2 separate regions of the Xenopus laevis genome follow, and region 2 is linked to region 1. A link is a contact called in public Hi-C data. All regions are on one chromosome and are shown on one strand. Each heading gives the region's core, a stretch centred on a gene start, on an enhancer-like site or on the middle of the called end of the contact. The rest is flanking DNA. Distances are from core to core; before and after follow the strand shown.

The links. A called contact is a pair of places that touch in the nucleus more often than the background predicts.
Region 2: a Hi-C map of animal cap shows a contact between it and region 1, with 5 times the contacts expected there. The contact joins two enhancer-like sites. A contact is called at or near these places in 3 of 4 Hi-C or Micro-C datasets (the XL177 cell line, the XTC cell line and animal cap).

What each region holds. Positions count from the first base shown.
Region 1 is chr2L:42,689,558-42,695,881 of Xenopus_laevis_v10.1, forward strand. No RefSeq gene overlaps it. Among protein-coding and RNA genes, the nearest start is that of mettl27.L, 27 kb to the left of the region's middle. Within about 2 kb of position 3,839, at least 1 of the 7 cell types and tissues checked has an H3K27ac peak or open chromatin away from gene starts, as enhancers often do.
Region 2 is chr2L:42,806,276-42,812,663 of Xenopus_laevis_v10.1, forward strand. No RefSeq gene overlaps it. Among protein-coding and RNA genes, the nearest start is that of abhd11.L, 9.0 kb to the right of the region's middle. Within about 2 kb of position 2,551, at least 1 of the 7 cell types and tissues checked has an H3K27ac peak or open chromatin away from gene starts, as enhancers often do.

The sequences.
Region 1 (6,324 bases), core at 2,589-5,088:
CCCAGAGGAAAACCTTTTGCATGGGCACTATTACTCCAGAAAGATAATCTGTTGCAAACACATACTGATAGTCCTCATAGATCTAAGACAATTATAGGAGAATGGGTTTCTCCTATCTTCAGGGCAGTGGATTTCATGAACCTAAGCTTTAAATAAAGGATATAGACAGATTGAGGGTTGGTTGACTAAGATGCAGCTTTTCAACCAATTACAAAAACAAACAAGGCACTAATGGGGTTGGGTACCTCTGCTGTAATGCTGGTTTGACCCAGAAGATGGAGCTGTGTCACTGTTCCATTTGCTTGATGGAAGTAGTCTGGATACACTGGCGGTTGCAGAGCAGGTAAGTACAAACAATAGGAATGTGTTTTGTGCATGTGTGACAGTAACATTTGGTATATATTTGTTGTTATACTACAGTGTAGAAGCTTAGGGGCAGATTTATCAACATGTGAGATTACAGTTCACCGCAGAAAAACCTCAACCATTCATTTCTATGGGATTTTTAGTATTTTTTGATGAACTCTAACTTTCACCCATTGATAAATACACTTCTTAAAATCCCATAGGAATAAAATAAAAAATAGGTGAGGTTTTTCTGTGGTGAGCTCTAATTTCACACCTTGATAGATCTGCCCCTTAATAATAGTTCGCACCGAAGCAGTCTTCCCCTTTGAACACATAACATACTTATGTATTACAGTACATGGCATTAGGACAATTGGGTTTTCAAGATGCCAGATTCCATATTTGATTTTCCCACTGCAGGTATAGTTGCTGCTCTCTTTTATCTTTACTTCAATCATTCTGCCACTAAATGTCTATATCTTTTTGCCTATTGATTTAATTAAGAGTAAATCCATGGTTTCTGTTAATTTTAGCACTAACCAAGAATATGAAGCCAGTTTCACTTTAGCACTTCTTGTCACTTCCTAAATCCAAAGAACTTCAAAGGAGCTGATAAATTATAATACCAGTCCACTGGGAAGTTCCTGATAATGAGCTGCTCAAAGGCTGCTTATAGAAGGCAGGGGTTTGTTTGTTCAAAGGCAAATGGGGGCCATGAACAAATTACCCTGTTTATAAAGGAAGAGGGAGTTATTTTAAGTGAAAATAGCTCAACCTTTAAATGAGTAGTTTATAATGGCAAAAAAATAGGAAAAGTTAGATTTCTTAAAAGGGGACTCGTCACCCAAAAAATATAATTCCAAATCCTATTTTATCATGTTAGTCAAGCAAAATTAATTTTAATTACACTGTAAAAATTGTTTGAATAATGTTTACTTCCATCTGGGAATTAATAATTCCATTTTGTGGACACTGTTATTAAGGCAAGCCTTGCTTCATCTCAGAATCTTGTTTGTGCACCAGAATGAGGGACCTGATGTCCATCCCCATGCACTGGCTACACAATTAAATGGTGAAGAGAACGGGGGAATGTGGGAAAAGCAGTGATATCTAGGAAGTGCTGAATGGAAAGTGAAAGTAATTTCTGCCCCGCCTCTGTGTCTAAGGCTTAGAGGAGGGGCAGGCAATATTTGATTGACAGCTGAGATTTTTAAATTAGTTTACAACAACTATGAATGTTTTAATAAAAAAGAAATATTTGGCTTTCATATTTAATTTGAGGAGGACGTTTATTATACAGCTTTTTATGTCTGGATGACAGGTCCCCTTTAAAACATTAGGCAGAAAGTAACTTCAACACAAGTCCTATTGTGTTTTAGGGTTTTTGCTTCCTTGCAAGTGAGGTCTCTGCTGTGTTTTTGTTCAAGTTTTGTGTGATTGTTTGCTGCAATATTGTAACCACAATCCTTAATAAATATCTGCCTGTATAGAACGAGGAAACGTTGGGAGACTTCGCAAAACGAAGCGCGCATGTGCTTTAGTGCAGGCGACTTTTAATTATAGCGGACGGGAAGAAACGCGAAGGCAGTTCAGGGAGATTGTCGCCCAGAAGAAGAGGCGATTAGTCGCCAGGCGACTAAATCACCCCAAATCTGCCCGTGTGTCACAACCCTAAATAGGAGAAATAACAGCCTGCCAGAAAGCAGGTCCATCCTAAAGTGCTGGCTCTTTCTGAAAAGCACATGACCAGGCAAAATGATCTGAGATGGCTGCCTACACACCAATATTCTAATAAAAAAAACAACACTTGCTGGTTCAGGAATAAAATTTTATATGATAGAGTGAAATATTTGCAGTGTAATTTAGACATAAACGACTTCATAAAAATCATGACAGAAGTCCCTTAATCCCTTATTTTGGATTCGGCCGAACCCCAGAATCCTTTGTGAAAGATTCGGCCGAATACCGAACCCTAATTTGCATATGCAAATTAGGGGTGGGAAGGGGTGAAAATGACTTCCTTGTTTTGTGACGAAAAGTCATGTGATTTCCCTCCCCACCCCTAATTTGGGATGCCGGTGGCTGAGCAACTGGAAAGGTAGCAGCATATTATATGCAGGAGCTGTGAAGTGGGGGACGCTAGATGGAAGATAGGTCTGAAGTGGCCTTTTCTTATTAGCTGTATGTAAAGGATTCTGGTTCTGAACTGACAGGAATAGCAACCATCCAAGTACCTGATAGTACACCATACAGCGTGGCCAGAGTACTTGATTTGTAACTCTAGATCTGCACTGATTTACACTGTGTAATTTGCCTATACTCCAGATAAGGTGCCACTGCCACCAATTGTTTAGATATAAGAAACTTTGCTATTCACATCATAGAATAATATTAGGCATATATATTTGTTCTAGATACTGCAGAAAGCTCGGCCCTGAAGATTATTTACCTTGAGGCTTGGAGTGAATGCTTACTGAGTGTCTTTTTTTATATATCTGTAACCCTGTTATGAGTATGAGCTCCCCAAATGGGAAGACCGAAAGTCCAAAATGTATAATGCTATACCAGTGATCCCAAACCAATAGCGTGTGAGCAACATGTTCCTCACCTGCCAAAGGGCCTCAAAGCAGATGCTTATTTTTGAAAATCTGCATAAAAGTTTTGGTTGCATAAAAAACAGGTTTAGTACCAAACAACCCTCCTGTAGGTTGCCACTCCATATAGGGGCTACCAAATAGCCAATCAAAGCACTTATTTGGCATCCCCAGGAACTTTCATGCTTTTGTTGCTCCTCGTGAGGCAACTTCGGGCGACTTCAGAAAACTTCATAAAACGAATCCTGCCGGCAATTTACATTTTAGCCAGTGGGAAGGCAGGGGAGGTAGTTCAGGGAGATTAGTCGGCCCAAAGAAGAGGAAATTTGTCGCCGGGCAGCTAATCTCCCCGAATCAGCCTGTGTGCCCTGACCATAAAGAGGAGTTCCAAGCAACTGTAGATCTGTGAAGTTTGGTGCACAAATGTATGCTAAATTAAAAAGAATATTTTTAAGTGGACCGTCCCCCAAAATAAATTATGTTTGCTTTGTTGTACTAACTTCTATTTATCCAAATCACCATAGTAACCATGCATTGATTTGAATGAGAGACTGGCATTCAAATAGGATAGTGCATGGATAAAAAGATGAGTAATAAAAAGTAGTAATAACAATAAATGTCTTAATAAATGCCTTAGAGAGCATTTGATTTTTAGATGTGGTCAATAGGGCTGGAACTAGGGTTCGGCAGACTAGGCACTTGCCTAGGGCGCAAAGTTAAGGGGGCGCTAGGCATATACCTCTTCTGCCTGGCTGCCTCTAGTCTCTAGCTGCCACTCACCCACACCGACGCACAGGATTACCTCCCGCACACCACCTCCTGGAGCCTGACTTCCCCTCCAACTCCTCCCGCCATGTCACTATTGCTTCGACTCCTCCCGGTGTGTCACCACCCCTCCCGCCGTGTCACTACCTTTCCCACTACTCCCACTACTCCTCACATGCCTCCCGGCGTGTCAAGACCTCTTACACCTCCTGGCGCGTCAATCCTCCACCCCCCGCCTACCAAATGTGTCTCTGCGGAAATGTGCGGGGGGCGGGGTGATGAGAGAGAATTGCCTTGGGTGCGCCTGTGATTTGGCCCGGCCCTGGTGGTCAGTGACCCCCATTTTAAAGCTGGAAAGAGTCAGAAAAAGAAAGCAAATCATTCAAAAACGATAAAAAAAAATAGAATAGGCACGTGCCTGAAGTGAAGTGAGGGCGCCAAGCACCTACCTCTTCTTTCAGCCTACCCGTAGTCTGGACCCTTTCTCTCCCATTGGCACTCTCCAGCATGCTTCTGTGCACGCTTTCTTCCCCTCCACAAATTTAAATATTGAGCGTGCATGCGCACTCCGGGACGCACGCAGCGGCAAAGCCTTGGGCACCCAGCTGGCTTGACCTGGGCCTGGGCCATTATATAAAGGTGAACCACCCCTTTAAGACATTGAGCAACCAAAGCTGTAGTGAAAGAAATTCGTCATACTGTGGGCTATGGGACTAAATCTGTGTGTAAGTGATAACTTACTCAATGTTATTGTGGTTGTTTAATGGTTTGATCACTTTCAGCTGGAGCCTTTCACCACCTGCAGATATTCTGTTGTCTTCGTTCATTTTTGGTTCAGGTACGGACAGCAATTCCCATGTTTAGGATGTTCTCGTTTTTCTGTTCTCCCGACAGAGACACTTGGCCTGACATCTGTGTGCAGTGGTTTAGAAATAGAGCCAGCTCATCAAAACACGAGTTGAGTAAAGCCTGTAGAATGCTAAAAGGATAATTGGAAAGGTCAGACATATCTCTCTGAGACCATGAAAATGTATCGAATGATATAAATGATGCTTTCAAAATTCATACTTAATTAGCATCATGGAAAGACAGAGGTTTTGACAGGTTCGAATGTGAATGCACTCACACGGCACAACTCATGGTTTTCATTTTCCCTAACGGCTGTAATTATAGATGGAACAGCTCCTGGCTTTTCCCTGCAGAGGGCATGGTAACCCAGCAGTATCAGTGCTCTGAAATGAAGAACAAAAAGTCAGTGGGGAATGGATTGTTGGCATATGTTAATATAAATTAGGTTTCTTCAGGAACTGAAATGTGTTGAACATTATTAAATAAACTCTGTTACCCAAAAGTCTGTGAAAAAAAGAGAAGTAACTGGTTTCAGGACATCCTTAAACCTTTATACAGAGTTAATGCTGGCATTTAATTGAATAGCACAGGTTATAATTAGGCAGGACAGACGTCAAAGCCACACTGCTGCAAAATATCAGCACACAAAGCAGGTAGTTGTGTTCTAGATCCGGTTTCTGACTGGTCATTGCAATTAAGCTCCGCTTTTTCACAAATATCAGCATAAAGAATATAATCGTGTTCAAATAAAAAGGGAATGGTCAGTTTTCTAATGTGGTTAGTATCTTGCATATCTTGCTCCATGTTTTCATTGAAAGGAGAAGGAGAGTCTTCTTAACTTGGGGGGCACCAAAAGTTAGTAAGTGATTGTACAGGTATGGGAACAAATATCCAGAATGCTCCGGACCTGGGGTTTTTTGGATAATTGATATTTCCATAATTTGGTTCTTCTTACCTTCAGTCTATTAGAAAATCATGTAATCATGAAATGAACCGAATAGGCTGGTTTTGCTTCCAATAAGGATTAATTATATCTTAGTTGGGATCAAGAACAAGGTACTGTTTTATTATGACAGAGGAAAATGAAATCATTATTAAAAACTTGGATTATTTGGATAAAATGTAGTCTACGGACGACAGGCCTTTAATTTGGAGCTTTCTGGATAACAGGTTTCTGGATAATGGATCCATGCATGTATTTACTAACCTGATACCCTGGGCCGGTGCTCCTATCAGCAGTTAACTGCACAGCCCTGGGGCTCTTCCAGCCAACAGCATGGAACGATCCTTTTACTCTGCTTCTTCTGTCTTGAATTTTCCAGGCAGAGTCATGCACAGTATAGTGATATAAAGGGCTTTTTCGTAAAATCATCAGACAGATGCAGTTTTCTGACGATAGGAGCACTAGCAGAGAGTTTCAGGCAGGGCCGGAACTAGGGTTAGGTAGAAAAAGAAGCTGCCTAGGGCCCATCCATTGGGGGCTCTGGGCAGCAACCTCTTCTGCCTATAATAAGGTTATTTTGAGACTATGTAAATCAGTAACTTTATAGTCACCCTGTATACAGTACTTGGTCTTTGCATACAGACCTAATTGCTTCATACAAATGCCTCCTGCATGGGTCACTTCTACATTCACCTTTGAAATACATTCTACCTGTCACGTCTTGCAAATATTACGATGAAGAAGTCTATAGTGACAGGAAAGCATGGGTACTTAACCTATGTCTATACCTACTGAGAAAAGAGCAGGTGATCCAGACTTAAAAGA
Region 2 (6,388 bases), core at 1,301-3,800, 120 kb after region 1:
CAGATAAATCCTAAATGGCAATTGGAGGCTCATCAGGGTGACTTCTTTTAATATGGCATAGGTCTCTGACACTATTATGTAACAGGAATTCACTTTTCATTGCACAAGGCTTTAGTTCCCCTTTAATTCTCTAAATCACAAAGCAATGTGTAAAAAATCTATAAATAAGAAAGAAAGAGAACAAGCCCATTATTCTCCTTTTGTCAGTATCATATGTAGTAAATGAACATAAAAAGTAAATATGTGCATTCAAAATTATTTCACTATAATACACTCCCATGAATATGCTTCTCCGCTATAAAAGCACTTGGCCTTCAGTCTCTCTTGCCTTTATATGGTCATGTAACTCATCTCTGGAACTCCTCAGTAACTTCTAATATCCTTCCATTTTACAATAGGGGAAATATCATACATATATAAATTATTTTTATAAGGCACCAATTTATGCTATCAGGTTTCCTTTCTTATACAGGCATGAGACCTGTTATCCAGAATGCTTGGGATCTGGGATTTTCTGGATAAGGGTTCTTTCTGTAATTTGGATCTCCATACCTTTACTCTACTAAAAAATAATTTCAACATTAAATAAACCCAAAAGTTACATTTAAGTAAAACTCCTGCAGAAGCACTACATGGAAGAGTGGCAGGATATAACAAATGTGGTAGAAAGCTTTTTAGCAGAATTTTCTCTGCTACCACACAAACCATTGCTAAGGCTTCGAAAACACCTTCTCTTGACCTTCAAATAGTTAAAACTAGACTGGATAATTACATGGTAATGGAGAAACTTACTATGGTATCTAGTGGTGAATTAGACAATTTTCATAAGATTTGGGATCTATGGATTCATTATAGAGGCGTAACAGTCTGACATTTAAGTCTCACTAATAGCAGAAGTATAATCCTTGAACACCCAATTTATTGGTATAACTATGTATGTACCTTTATTTGTATGGACGTTACCCCCAACGGATACAAACTTCACAATGCTATCAGTTATGATTGTTAAGTTACTTTATTTGTTCTGTCTTGTTACATTTTTTTTCTTCTTCTCAATGATATAATAAATTCTCCACAACTGCAGATTGCAAATGAAAATGTAATGTGGGGTTAGAAAGCGATCAATGTTTAATACAATACTGTACAATGTCAAATGCTTCCATACTGAAATATGTCATTATTTTAATTTTGTCTTCTTTTTTCTGTATGTTTAAAAAATAAATAAATAAACCCAATAGGCTTGTTCTGTCTCGAATAAGGATTAAAAATATATTGTGGGATCAAGTACTAGATACTGTTTAATTAAGACAGAGGAAAATTAAATCAGTTTTAAAAATGTGAATTATTTTATTAAAATGGGCTCTGTGTGATCAGCTATCTGAAGTTGGTTAAACTTTAGGAAAGACCCATCAAGTAATTTAATTTAATTGCTTTATAGTCACTCATACTTAAGAGTTGGAAGTGTACAGATAGATCAGCCTGTCCTTATCTAGGGAAAAGAAACCATTGAATCTCTCCTTTCATAATGTATGCTCTATTTCAATATATGCTCTCTCACATCTGAACTTAATCTAATACTAATGTGACTTTGTAATTTCAAAATGAAGACCATTTATTGTACTAACTCGTATTTGCACCCTCCCCCCCCCATTTCTTTCTTTCTGTATCCTTACTCCCCCCCTTTTTTTACAAATGCTTAAATAAAGAGTTTAAAAAAAAAAAATGGGCTCTGTGTGAGATGGCCTTCCTATAATTCAGAGCTTTCTGGAAAACAGGTAGGAATTGTCTGGGCTACAACACTGAAATTAAAGGGTAATGAAAAGCACTCTAGCTGCCAAAGGCTTGAATTCAAACACGTAGGTGACATAAGAGCACCTTCTTGTGGTGGTCTATTAATATAGCAGCTATATTTTTACTCATAAAATATGCGGGGTTAAGTAAAGAAAAATGGTGAAAAATACTTGGCCTGTTAAAAAAGAAGGGCTAAGGGCAAAGTCCAATAATTTCCCAAGCCTTTTTCCCCAGAATGTCAGCTAGTTGCCACAAAATTGTGTTTATGCCACAAAGCACAAGCCATGCTAGTGTACATCATGTACAGTATACAGAAATTTTACAACATTCATTGCCATTTTCCACAATAAAACAGCTCTTTTTCTTTCTGTATGACCTTTTAATCCTTGACATTTTGCACCTAGTGGTTTGCTCCCTTGTGCCTATTACATCTGCTTCCACAGGCACTTACGTTATTTCATATTGCGTCTTGTTTTTAAAATGCAATAGTTACATCTTGTTCTTTTGCTATGGCATATCAGTAATTTTGATCGTCGCTTCTGAGTAAGAGCAAATAAATCACCATGGATCATCATGAGTCACTTCCTACTGCAATAGCACCCTCTTATTCCAAGTCTTTGTGTGATTTGGCAACATGCAGGACGGCACACATTATTATTATTATTTTGCTTTTTGTTTTGTTTAGTGCCAACATATTCCCCAATGCTGTACAGACAGACTCGGACTTCCTTGTCTGGCGCACCTAGGCCGTCAGGTCCTAGAGCCTGCCGGCTTTGTTGCGCTCCGCCCTCATCCCTGTGCGAGAGCACGCATGCGCCGGATCACTGGGGAGCTGCAACTCCCTGGTGCTCACTACGATGCGGCTGGGCGGCATGCCAACCCTGAAAATTTGTCGCCACAAACCCGGGCTTGTGTACAGATATTGATCATCATTCACATCAGTCCCTGCCCCAGTGAGCATACAATCTAAGGTCTCTATCACATTCAGCTCACCAGAGGCAGTTCCTGGTAACTGGATCCTAACTGCTGCCTGAAGCAAGATTCTTATTCATACATTAAGGTGAATTTCATTAGAAGCCAATTGGGGTCTGCAACTCAGGACATGTCTACCTCATGTGAACCCAGTTTCCATGAACTGGACCTGTTCTGATTCATATAAAAAAGTAGGTACAGGTATCGGATCTCTCATCTGGAAACTCATTATACAGAAAGCTCCAAATTAAAGAAAGTCTGCCTCCCATACACTCCATGTTATCCAAATAATCCACATTTTTAAAAATTGATTTCCTTTTTCTCTGTAATAATATAACAGTGCCTTGTACTTGACCAAACTAAAATGTCATCAATCCTTATTGGAAGCAATATTGGAAGCCTGTATTCCAAAGGAAACATGATATCATAAATTGATGCCTTCTAAAAATCATTTTTATATGGATGATATTTAGATAATTTTCTAGCAGACCAGTTAAGGTATAACGATCCAAATTACAAAAAGATCCGTTATTCTGAAAACACTAGGTCCCCTGCATTTTGGATAGGTTGTCCCGTACCTGTATTGAAGAGCTAATATAGATATGGAACCTGTTATCCAGAATGCTTGGGACCTGAGGTTATCCAGATAATGGATCTTTCTGTAATTTGGATCTTCATACCTTAAGTCTACTATAAAATCAAGTAAACATTAAATAAACCCAATAGGCTGGTTTTGCTTCCAATAAGGAGTTTTTATATCTTAGTTGGGATCAAGTAGAAGGTACTGTTTTATTACTACAGAGAAAAAGGAAATCATTTTTCAAAATTTGGATTATTTGGATAAAATGGAGTCTATGGGAGACGGCCTTTCTGTAATTCAGCTTTCTGGATAACCGATATCCGGATAACAGGTCCCATACCTGCAATCTCAATATGGGAGGGAGCAGGACTGAGTACCTAATTATGTCTGCCTGAACAGTAAGTCGGTGTTTAATGAGCTGTTCTGAAATAAAAAAACATTGGTCAGTAAGGGTAGAGTAAACAGAACAGACACTGCATAATGTTATTGAAGATGCCACAGGCAGTGCTTGACAGGCTTAGCTGGGAACAGAAGTCATTGTGCAGAGTAAGAAATAAAAGAGAACAGTCATTGTTTTATATAGAAAGATTGTGGTTCAATAGGGGGAAGCTGCACAGAATGGTATAAAAACAAACAAGAAAAAGAAAATTATTTCGCAAATAACTAAACTCTAATATAAAATCTGTTAATTTGTTTATGCTGTCATGGGGCTGCTGCATATTGCGGCAATACAGCAGTCCTGCAACTGTACAGACTTCTCCCCTCATGGTTATTCCTCGGCTGCTATGTAACTCTGAACTGACTACCTCCATGATGACCTCTTGTCCACCATAACTATGTGCTGAGCAGGAGACACACCAGCCCATGTCTGATAACACATAGACCTCCTGGCTAGATGATAGATAAAACTATCACATACAGTTTTGCAATCTGTAAATTATCTTCCCCTGTTCTAAGCAACAGTTATCAGGCGTTATTCAAATTAGGTAAATATGGTTGTTCAAGAAGTTCAATGAATAATTGCATAAACGGATGGAAGATACAGATGCCATTAAGTATACTATCAGATAGCACGTTGTGCTGGAAATGGTATAAAGGTTTCACAACAACAAAAAGTGCAAATTGATTATGTCATGGAAAAGGGAGGATTGTTTACATGATTACTCTATTTCTAATTCCTGCATACACTAAGGCCACAAGGCCACACTGGGCGTTTCGGGGAGATTTGGTCGCCTGGCGACTAATCGCCTCGTCTTTGCGGCGACCAATCTCCCAAAAGGCCTTCCCTCACTCTGCACCGGCTAAAATGAAAAAAACGCCATCGATAATCACACGCGGCGATTCGTTCTCCGAAGTCGCCCGAAGTTTTTTCAGGCAACTTTGGAAAATGAACCGCCGTGTGTGATTAGTGCCGGCATTTTTTCATTTTAGCCGGCACAGAGTGAGGGAAGGTGCTTGGTGAGATTAGTCGCCAGGCGACCAGTGTGGCCTTACCCTAAGGAAGCAAAGATAAAATGAGCATTAGTGTTTCTGGTTGCCTCCAGTGTTTACCCCTGCCATGGCTGGGTAAGAGAAAAATTGGCGCTTAGACATGGGCAATTTTAGTTTTGGTGTTAAAAGAGACATTTTATGTAAAAAACAGGAATGTGCCTGTGCATTTTACTCTTTTAGATATAGAAGGAATGTGCTTGAAAAAGTTGTGTTTCTGGTTACTTTATTCAAACTTTCTGCAAAAACCCTACTAGTCCCACCCATCTGTTCCAATTCCTGCTGCTTCCTTTCCCAGGCTGTGCAAGGGGTCCGGCGGCACTCAGCACACTGCACTGTAGGATAGGAACAAATCAGCAGATAGGCGACTAATATAAAAAGACAGAATGGGCCATGCCACACTTGGGGGCAGGTTTATCAAAGGTCGAAGTGAAAATTCGAATTCAACAAATTCTAATTTTGACCTGATTTTTGTGTACTTTGACTAGAGAATAGTCCAAATTCGAATCAACTTCGACCACTTGCCATCTTAAACCTGCCAAATTGCTTTTTTTTGCCTATGGGGGACCTCCTAGAACCTATTTGGAGTCAATTGGTGGACTTTGAAAAATCTACGTATATTTTGGGGAAATTGAATCGTACGATTGAAAACGGACCAATTCAATCGAAAACGGCCTATTCGGCCAAAAAAACTTCTTTTTGAATTCGAATTTAGACGTTTTTCAAATTCGACCCTTGATAAATCTGCCCTTTGGTGTTTTCTTCACTGGTGTATCTACACTGGGGAGAAAAAAAAACCCCACAGATCTGCTTTCTCCTGCACTAAATGAATGCATTGCCATGACATCTGCCTGTCAGTGCACAGATGGGCGGGATTCATGAAAATATGCATTTTTCGAGTTTTTAGTTACAAAGTTTTGATTATAAAATTGGCAAGCCACCATATCACGTCAAGGTAAACCCCACAGTCCTAACTATTTACCTTCGGTCATCTATTTTATAGGCTTGCACCTCCCTGTATGGTAGCATTTCTTAGGAAAAGTGTCTCCAGACTTGGGCATTGTTCTCAGTCACAGGCTTGATCCTCCCTCAACATTAGCTTTTATAAGAAGAAGAAACTGCTAAGACGAAAGCATTGGTTCCACAGGCTTAATCCTTCCTCACTTGCAGCTTTTAAAGGCGAGAAACTGCCCCAGACCAACACCCATTTTTAAAAGGCATAAGACCACCATTAAAAGTGCTTTGTGTGCTAACCACAAGATCAGGGCCGGATCTAGGAGTAGGCATGTGCCTAGTGCGCAAAGCTTGGGGGACGCCAGGCACATACCTTTCACTGCCGCCGGTTTTCTTACTGTGAAAACTGATAAAGTGACATAGAACTAATGCTTTAGCAAGGACATGTCCATAAGATGACTGGGAGAATGAGGACATAGTGTGCACATGTGAGTCATACAGATAAATGGTTTTTGGAAGCTGTAGACATCATTATAGTAACGGACTGCACCCATGTCCAGCCTCGAAACCTCTGTACCATACATGTCACTGCTTGTCCATCGT